Regions from separate parts of the Zea mays genome. Here region 1 is linked to region 2. A link is a contact called in public Hi-C data. All regions are on one chromosome and are shown on one strand. The core of a region is the stretch at or near the end of the contact, and the rest is flanking DNA. Distances in the headings are between cores, read along the strand shown.

Region 1 (5,399 bases), core at 378-2,877, 150 kb after region 2:
CCTTCATAGAGAGTTCATTTACTGGTATGTTGTTGGCGCAAAGAACATGTTGCAGCTCTAAGGAGTCGAATTCCTTCTCTAGCTTCCTCACATGAATGACCACCTTTGCAGTTACAACAAGATAGAAAAACAGAGTCTCACCTGGCTCCGGAGCAGCTCCCTAGCCACCGACAACGACCCACTAGGAATGACCCATGAGGAGATGTAAGAACACAAGAACACACAAGGGTTTATAGTGGTTCAGGCCGCCGGAGCGCAACACCCTACATCCACTTGTGAGTTGTATTCTGTGTGCTTGAGAGCTTGAGCTTCATATCGTATGTGCCCTCCCTTTTATAGTCCAATGGGGCACGTACAAGGGTGCTGAGTCTCGACCGGTGGGTCCCATCGATCTAATATTAAATATGGTACAACATGGAGTATTAAATGATACAGCAGATGTAGATCTTCTCCCTTGGCCTTAGCGCGAATCTTCTGACTACGACGTGCCCTCGTCCCGGTGGGGTCGATTATGCTAAGGTACATAGGTGTCGGTCTTGCTGACGTGCACAGGAGTTATAGCGATATACCCGAGCTATCATCTTCGGTCGGTGCTGTAAAATGTGCTTTGCCCAAGAAAGCGCCAGTTCATGATGGCGTCGCTCACACACATGTCGCTGAGACACAACTGTCTGCCTTGGTAACACGCGACTTGTTGGACGACCCATGCGCGCGGCGTTGACACACAACCGCCCGCACCGATAATGCGCGGTGCGATCATTCGAGTCTACATGGCCTATCAAAATCCTATCCATGCCCTGTGCACAATGGTGCATGCCTTAGTTGCCCACATTAAATGTAGACAGGCGAGTTTGCTTCCAGCCGAAGGCTTGTTTCACGCACTAGACGTTTACCCGAGTGGAGAGCAGGGACCAAGAGCGCATGCTGGCTTGAAGTCATGGCCCTCTTATCGGGGTCCAAATGGCATATGTGGATGTTTGGGACCCACCTATGGGGGTCTAGACGACATACGTGGAGGTCCGGATCCCATCTCTAGGGGTTCAAATTCATGATAGTAGTTACTGAGCATTTGCCCTCTAGGATACGTGGTGGCACCGGACCTGTCTCCAAGCGGGAGCGGGTCCTGAGGCCAATGGCCACATCAGAGAGGTCCGAACCCATGGGATCAACTGTTCAATTCCTTAATACATGATTATAGGTAACCACACAGACATCTGGTACTGACACAGTAGAAGAGGGTACCCAGTTACGAAGTACCAACATGGTATTTTCACTTGTTCAAGCCTAATTTCCTGCATTGTGAGTGAAATAATTTGTAAAATATTCTCTTCGTTCTAAAATAGTATTCGTTTTAGCTCTAGTTTTTATATCTATATTCAATTGGATGATGATGAATCTAGAAACATGTACAAAACACATACATCAAATGTTATATGAATCCAATAATTAAGCAAAAATAAATTTTAATTTGGAACAAAGGTACGAAGTATAGGGTTAGTCACAAAAATTGTCAAATTCAAACAAACACCCCTAAACTTTACACGACCGTCTCTGAACGACGCAGACGGGCGCAGAGGCACGGCGCCGACATCCCCCGAGGCCCGAGGGCCCAGCCATGAAGGCCCTGGGCGCGCACGTCGTAGACCTGCTCCGCGGCCCGCACCTCCTCCGCGCCGCCGTCCTAGCTTTCGCCGTTGCGGTCGCCTTCCTCGTCGGCTACCACTGGCCCAACGCCTACCCGCGCCTTGTCTTCTTCTCGTCCGCCTCCTCCTCGTTGGCGTCCAGGTCCTCCCGCTCTCCTGCCGTCGCGCTCTCCCCCAACTCCAACATCTCCTTCGAACCGTCTCTGATCCCTACCCCCACCACCCCGCCTGCTTCTCCTGCTCCCAATGCCTGCCCCCCGCCCTCGCTACCACCACCGACTCCGGCGCCGCCGCCTCCCCTCCTGCCCCCTCCACCACCAGCGCGCCTCGGCATCGTCGGCGAGGACGGCGCTATGCAGGACGACTTCGACATCGGGAGCGTCGGCGCCAACGACACCGATCTGGCCAGCGACGAGACCGCGCCGCAGGAGCCTAGCAACGGAGGCGCCAGCGGCGGACCACCCAGGGTTCGGATTGGGAGGTTCCTGGTCTGTCCCGAGAGCATGAGGGAGTACATACCCTGCCTCGACAACGAGGAGGAGATCAAGCGGTTGCCCTCGACGGAGCGCGGGGAGCGGTTTGAGCGGCACTGCCCTGCCCAGGACAAGGGTCTCAGCTGCCTCGTGCCGGTGCCCAAGGGCTACAAGGCTCCCATACCCTGGCCTCAGAGCAGAGACGAGGTGAGCATGTATTTTTTTGGGATCATTGCCAGTAGCAACCCGCATAGACTGTGATGCGACAGGAAACATTTGTCAATCATCATAGATTATGGAAACAGCTTATCATCAACTTCCGCATAGATTGTGATGATTCTCTTATGTGATGCTACACTAAACATCTGTCAATAATGGATTAATTAGGCTTAACAAATTTGTCTCACCATCTAGTCTTTGGTTCTGTAATTAGTTTTACAATTAGACTATATTTAATAGTCGTAATAGCCATTCAAACATCCGATATGACACGGACTAAACTTTAGTCCCTAGAACCATAACTGTTCTATTTGACCTAGCTGACTTGGCTATTATGCAGAAACCATTTTTTTCAAGTTAGAGGGCTTTCTTATGTTATTTGATTGAATGCAGGTCTGGTTTAGCAATGTGCCTCACACAAGATTGGTTGATGACAAAGGAGGACAGAATTGGATCACCAAGGTCAAAGATAAATTCAGATTTCCTGGAGGCGGAACTCAATTCATTCATGGAGCAAATCGATACCTAGACCAGATTTCCCAGGTTTGATGTCAAACATTCTTCAAACTGCTTGAAATTTAATCACGACTCTGACTAGAGCCACCTGTTTCCCTCTGCTCATCCAGATGGTACCAAATGTTGCATTTGGATCTCATACTAGAGTTGTCCTGGATGTTGGTTGTGGAGTAGCAAGTTTTGGTGCCTATTTACTTTCACGTGATGTCCTGACATTGTCAATAGCTCCAAAAGATGTTCATGAAAATCAGATACAGTTTGCTCTTGAGCGTGGTGTTCCTGCAATGGTAGCAGCATTTGCAACACGCCGGTTATTATATCCAAGCCAAGCGTTTGATATGATTCATTGCTCACGCTGCCGAATAAATTGGACTCGTGATGGTGAGCTGTGATTGCTATATAATTATTTTTAATTAAACACCGCACTCTTTGTTTGTTGCCTTTCTGTATCTTCGCAGTTTGTCTGAATGCTCACTTTTTTTTTCTCCCAATTTTCCTAGTCTTTCCACTAGGTCTGCTGGGATGATATCTTGTTCACATTCTCAAAGAATATTTGTCATTGTTAGATGTTGAATTTATTTCATGATTATCAAAGCAAGAAATACTTTTAATCAACGGATAGAAAACTAGGTGAGTTATTATGAACAACCTAAAAGTTATTATTGATTGTATATCTTTACATTTAAACTTGATCGCAAATATGATGTGCCACTCATCTATGTACTTTCCAAGTTTGCCTAAGTTTTGTTATCATATTTGTTTATTTGGAGATGGTATCCTGCTCCTGGAGGTTAATAGATTACTTAGAGCTGGAGGCTACTTTGCTTGGGCAGCACAACCTGTTTATAAGCATGAACAGGCCCAACAAGAGGCATGGAAAGGTATTTTGTACTTACTGTGCTGTACCTTTTCTTTTGTTAGGGTGATAAACTGATAACATACAACTCATGTATGAGTTTTTTTAGCTCTTCTTTAGTGCTCAAGCTTTGTCATAATCAAATCCAATCTTTTATTGCTTATTATCCTGAGTATATAGCTGGCAAATTGTGTAGTTTGTGTTTGTTGATGAGAAATAGCCAGTGTTGCTGTATACATATATCTAACATTTATTTAAAACTCCTTGCCTTATTAATTCAACTTTATGTATTTTTACTTGAATTTGTCCTTCTCACAACATGCTAAGTGCCCTCATATAAGTTAATTTGCATGATAGGTATTAACATTTTAGGCATTATTGTGACTATTCTATGACCCGTTAATCTATACTTCTATACTATACTTAAAGCATCAGTTTCAACGGTCGCCTCACGTCATCTTTTTACAAATAACCCCTCCCAACTATTTCAAATTAATCTGCTGCACGCCTGTAGATGGCCAACGGCGGCCCGGCACGGGCCAGACGCCCGTGGGCCACAACTCTGGCCCAGACATGTCATGCCGGCCTGCTGACTGTGTCGGGCCAGTTCGTTGGTCCATTTGATTAAATTAGCTTAAAATGTTAAAAAACAGTGTAGGAGGTGGGGTTCGAACCCATGCTCTGATGAAAGAAGGGCAGGAGACACTGGGTGAAGCTGTCTAACCAGTAGAACATCAATGCTCATATGATTTTAATATTGAATATAAACTGTATATATGTATATACGTTTTTTGTAAAATAAAAAATATATAATCGTGTCAGGCCGGGCCAGCACTACAGGACGAGGCTACAACCCAAGCACGACACAACGTTCTTGGCTCTTGCAAGCATTAGGTCGTTTCTGAGACCACATTGACGCAATGGACTCTATGGCTTTAAGGCTGCTGAATTGGATGGAGCAATAATGATTTGTCACACCAACAGAAAAATCTAAAATGAAATGTTATTTGTTGATTTTAAATGTTAGTAATTGCTACGAAGTAACATAATTTATATGGAGCGCATCCAGTTTTATTGATGTCTGACTTTAGCAATCACTCTATATTTTGATCTATCTTTTTTATAAGTTTGGGTTCATGTGACTTATTTTAGAAACTTGAGCTCACAAACTTTCTCTTATTTGGTCTCGTATGGTGGAATTATGTCATTTTATAATCTTTGTTCATTCAGTCAATCGTTGTGAACTCTCTTCTAATCGCTCACTTTATTGGTCGTGTTGTACCAAGACATATTGAATGGAGTAAACAATAACATCAGTTAGCCAAATCAAAAAAATATTATACGGAGAGCGGAGACAATAAAAAAAAACTTGAATTTTTTTTGGTGGATAGTTTACGTGGGTATTGTTGTAAGCCGTCGCAACGCACGGGCAACCGACTAGTGGCACCTTAACTTTGAGAATGGTTTCATAGTAATATATCCATGCAGAACTATATTTATATGAGATGAAAAAAGCTACCTTATCAAGTTGCTATTATAACTGAGGACTCCTTGAATGCTAAGGGGTTTAGGGAAGTTGCTTTTGATTTAAAATCTGAAAACACTTTATGGAATATACTCTGATAATTATTTGTCGTCTAGATTTTTTGCATCATCAGTTTGATATGCTTACATTCAATGACTTGCTGTTTT
Region 2 (4,906 bases), core at 2,230-4,729:
ACAAAACAAGTGATAACCATTCTGAAGATATGATTCTCTTACAAAGAATAAAATATTGCCAGGATTATGTCACTTTTATGTCTGGGCTCTTGCATTTATTGCGATCTTGCAAAATGGTAAGCATATGTTTACTAGCTTGGAAAGTCAGTGTTTGTACAAAGACTATGTTATACTGTTACAGAGCTGACATAAAACGTTGATTTGAAATCCCTTGTTTTCCATAGAGCTAACTTTTCGAACTACCTTGAGATCCAGAGTGACAGCGATGTCTCTACATGAACATGGTAATTACTGGCAGAAACAAACTAAAAAATATATAAGTGACCTGTTACTGCAGCACTGTGACGACCTCCACAAGCAATGGCCCTCACACAATTTCCCAAGACTTTACTGACATGTCCTTCAGCAGCCTTGTTACCTTTCATAGCTGATGGGCGATCCTTGCTGTATAGTGCTGATTCAATGCACGGTACAGGATGGGGAGAAGAAACAGTTCGGATTCTAGAGCCCAGACCTAGTTGCCCTTCTCCTCCATATCCCCAACCCCATACCTGACCTAAATCTGAAGCTTCGAAGAAACATATTTTAGTCAGTAAATATCCATACAGGGAAAATGTCAGTGTCATAATGACAAATGCAGATTACCTGACAGTGCTAATGTATGACGACCACCAGCAGCTACAGACACTATTTTCACTCCTGTATTAAATGTCACAACACAAGGGGGTGCGGAAAGACTTTCGTCACTGGATGTCGAGCTCTCAGGGCCATGTTTTGCTGAAGACAACCTTCGTCGCTTTGTGCTATCATCAGTGCCTCTGCTTTCAGAAGGACCAGATGCTGCCCCGCTGCTTGTCCTAGACACCTGCGACCTGGGGCTCACTGTAATGGAGTTGCCTTTGTTATATCTGTAAACAATTGGTGTAGAGAAGCTTATAATTTTTAGGGAGGAACTGGACCATGTAGGAAATAAGCATTACCACCTTGGTCAGTGGCCATTGCCATTTGTCTTTCATCCTTCTCCTTGGTTCCAACTGAAGATTGGTCTCCAATAACCCTTCCAGTTGGAACACACTCTTTCCAACCCCATGTATAAACATCACCTTCATCTGTTCCAGCAAAAAAATTATAAGAACAATACCACAAATATGATTGTATATGATCGAAACTAGGAACTTGGATCGCTAAATACCTGTTATTGCAACACAGTGAGCCCATCCAGCATCTGCCCGCACTATTGCGACGCCTCTAGGAAGTGGAAAAGCCTCTGGAGTCTCCTGAGAGGTATAATATTCTATCTTTAGTAATAGGTCCTGAACTTTCTCACATGGGGCAGGAAAGCATGAAAGCATCAATGTTATCACCTCGTGCTTCCCAGCAGTCACATAACTTTGGCCCATGTCATCAGCAGAACCCCAAGTGAGGAGTTTTCCAGACTCTGAAGAAAACGACAAAAAGGAAAAAACAAAAAAGGTTCAGAGTTTAGTCGAGCTGAGTGGCAACAAATTAGCAACTACTTCCATTCCAATTATAAATTGTTTTAGCTTTGTTCCAAGTATTTATTCGGTATTGTAGATGTTAATATATTTTTACTATAAACATTGTCAAAATAAGTCCAGTTTGGCTTTCGACAAAGCTAAAATGATTTATAAAGGGATCATATAAAATGACTTATAAGGCTATGGCCAGCATATCGTGTAGATATCCTTGAACAACATCATTTTGCACTGTTTTATGTTGTAAGCTGCACTATTGAGTGGAGTTTAAAATAAGAGGGTGTTTGGTTCTTTAGTCACCCTCCTAAAATTTAGTGACTAAATCCCTAAAAAAACCTAGTTTACTCACCCCATTTGATATTTTAGGCACTTGATATTTTAGGGACTAAAAGTGACTAAACTGTTGAGTTTGTAATCCAAATTCTGAAGAAGACGACCAAGTTGGCGAGCGAAGTGGAGGCCCGTCGCCGGGAGGCTTGGGCCGAAGCGTTCCCTACTCACATTAGGGTTTCGTCTCTATAAATTCACTTGTAATCCGCAGGAGATCGTCATCTTATTGTAAATCTCCTGCGATCTGTAACCACCCGAAAAATAGTGATATTGTTGCTGGTCAGCGTCCGTAGTTTTCCCCACTTCGCTTTAGAGGGGTTTTTTACGTTAAATCTGTGTCTTCTCTGTGTTTGATCTACTTTGTGTCGTATTGATTTATAACATAAACTTCACTAAAGTTTAAGAGGTGGAAACCAAACACCCTAAGCGCTAGTTTGGAAACTCAAATCCCCTTTAGGATTGAAGGGGATTGGAGAGGAAATTAGTTCATTTCCATCCCAATCCTCTCCAATCCCGAAGGGGATTTGAGGTTCCCAAAGTAGTCCTAAGAGATGAAGATGAGTACCGGAGATAGCCTAAGGTATCGTACCAAATGAAACGCGCATTTTGGCACATAAGACAACAAATGGGGCCTTCTAGTTGTAGCTACAAGCCTAGAGCTAGTAATTTGAATCTGATACTTGAACTTTGTGGAAGATTTCTAGACACCGCAATTACTGTTCGATGCTCATGGAATAATGGGAATCAGGTTCGAAAAAGAACTAAGGGAAACAATGTTGCTTTGCCTTCTGTACGCTCACCTTCAGCATTGAAACCACTGTCCACTCATAATCAAATCCCTACTCCATTCCTAATCGAACGTTACACCTAAAGCAAAATCACACTAAGGAAACCTCTCCTCTCTGAGCTCAGCTTTAACTTTAAGCACCGATTCAATTCAAGAGGAACAACCGCCCCTCCCTCCCCCCCCCCCCCCCCCCCCCCCCCCCAAAAAAAAAAACGAAAACACGTACAACCGAGGTTAACACCATCCAGTTCGCAAAAAATCTCCAGAATCCCTCATCCAAAAGCCACCCCCAACTATTCCTATGCAATCCGGGGCAAAACCCGGAAGGTGGACACCCCCAACAGATCTACCACATCCCAAGCGAAGAACCAACGAGCTGAAAGCAGCGAATAAGCACGGGAACAATGAGGAAGAAAAAAAAGGATACGTCACCAGAGATGGCCATAGCGAAGCCGCACCCTCCGCCGCACACGTCTCTCCACCCATCACCGGCGGCGGCCGCCGCTGCCGGGGGCAGCCTCACGGGGACCGGTCCGAGCAGCGGCGAGCGCTGCGGCGACACGCCGGGCAGGTACCCCCACATCAGCACCACCCGCTCCTTATTCCCCGCGCCCGCCCCTTTCGCGCAGCCGGGGACGCCGTCCTCCTCCATCTCTTCCGCCCCTCCCCCTCCCTCTCCTCCTCCGCCGCTGCCGTTCATCTCCTCCAGGAGCCTTGGCCTCTCCGAATCCACCGATTTCGATCACTGTCGGCCGGACCGCAGATGGTAGAGGGCAGCGGAGCAAGCAAGCAAGGCGTTGGTGTTGATTGCGTCGGAATGGGGCAGCGGCGGGCAATTGCTTTTCCAAGCGTGAGGCTGAGAGCCGCGAGGTTTGGGGGCTTGGGGCCGTATCAATTTCTTCGGGGCGGGGGCGCCACATCGGATGCTGACATGGCCGGTTCTTGACACGTGGCGCGCGCTGGGCCGCTGGATTGGGACGTGCATTCGTGGCCAGGAAGCGGCAGGAAGGTTCTGGAAGTCAGAGGCCCAGGCCCCACCGCCCCAGGGCCCTTGCGGGCGGACGTGTCTGCGCTCAGAAGCGGCCACATCGCAAGGGTCGGGGCCAGGAGATGGTGGGATGGGAGGGCCGGCCGGCCGGTGGAGGAGAGACGTACGTGGCCGGCCGCGATTTGACCAACGGCGCTCGCCGCGTCCACCAATTAAAATATAGCAGTAACGGTGGTGAGGTAGCATAGCAATTAGCAATGGCTAGCTTTCCCGCTAGAATTTAGAACCCCAAGCGGCTAGGCTAACTAGACTACCACACGCTCAAATGTTACCATTATTAGACTATCCGTACTCATGGAACCCTAAATTTCTACTCTAAAAGGAATATTTCATCCTGGTCAGTGAGATTCTCTACTCTATCACACGCTTATCCGCAGTCATATTTACCCTAAATCTTTACCCTATACCAACTACCACATATTCTATTATTTATTTTATCTCTCTCTTATCCGCATACATCTGCCTCCCGTGTTTTCTCACGTTGTCTATGTTGCTGCCTCCCGAGGAGAGAGAATATGGAGTTCGCCTTGTCTTGCGTTGGATTTAGAGTTCGGCGGAAGAGTGTGCGGTTTGGAGTTTGCTTTTCAGTAGACCGCTGCGGACATTTGTTCACTCTATATGTTTACAGTTGCATTTGGAGTCCGTGACTGCGGACAGCCTTACTCTGCGGACTGCGGTAGTAGTACTTTCAACATCACAAGTTCTTTATGTTTTGGATCAACGAGACTGCCCGATGGGGGCAGCAATGGATATCAGAAACTCAATAATGTCAGTGAGGTAGCTAGGATTTAGTGATGCCTAGTCTAATTTATCTTTTTCACAATATGTACCCGATTTCAGTGACGTAGCTAGAATTTTAGTGATGGGTAATCTAATTTATTTTTTTCACAATATGAGTACAACAGTGTAATAAAAATTACTAAATATAATATGATTAAATTAAAATAAAAGGGCATACAATCATTTACATTTTAAAAATAAAAAGTATAAAAGTCATTTAACATTAAAAAAAGTATTCAGAATTAACAAAAAAATATGGTCATATGTACTACGCACATACATATAATTGTATGAAAATTGGTCGATCGGATGTTATCGATTAGATTTATGATACCTGCACGGTAAGCACGACCTTCTTCTACCTAAGCAACTTGACGTGAACGAAAAACGTACAACGTGTCTTACTAAGCCTAGATAGAACAAGTGATAGGCATAGTCGTGTTAGATCTGCTTGAAAGCGTCATT

The links. Hi-C and Micro-C count contacts between places; a contact is called where the count stands out from the background.
Region 1: a Hi-C map of leaf shows a contact between it and region 2, with 10 times the contacts expected there. The contact joins the promoter of LOC100382186 here to the promoter of LOC100274159 in region 2. A contact is called at or near these places in 6 of 25 Hi-C or Micro-C datasets (bundle sheath, ear, leaf and 1 more) and 2 of 3 datasets of contacts at active chromatin or transcription factors (leaf and seedling).

What each region holds. Positions count from the first base shown.
Region 1 is chr3:185,006,650-185,012,048 of Zm-B73-REFERENCE-NAM-5.0, forward strand. It overlaps LOC100382186, which reads left to right and starts at 1,628. Exons shown (of 9, transcript NM_001366776.1): 1 at 1,628-2,323; 2 at 2,729-2,878; 3 at 2,962-3,232; 4 at 3,622-3,732. The coding sequence starts at 1,997.
Region 2 is chr3:184,853,556-184,858,461 of Zm-B73-REFERENCE-NAM-5.0, forward strand. It overlaps LOC100274159, which reads right to left and starts at 3,480. Exons shown (of 11, transcript NM_001360547.1): 1 at 3,046-3,480; 2 at 1,365-1,438; 3 at 1,193-1,277; 4 at 984-1,109; 5 at 646-882; 6 at 326-562. The coding sequence starts at 3,313.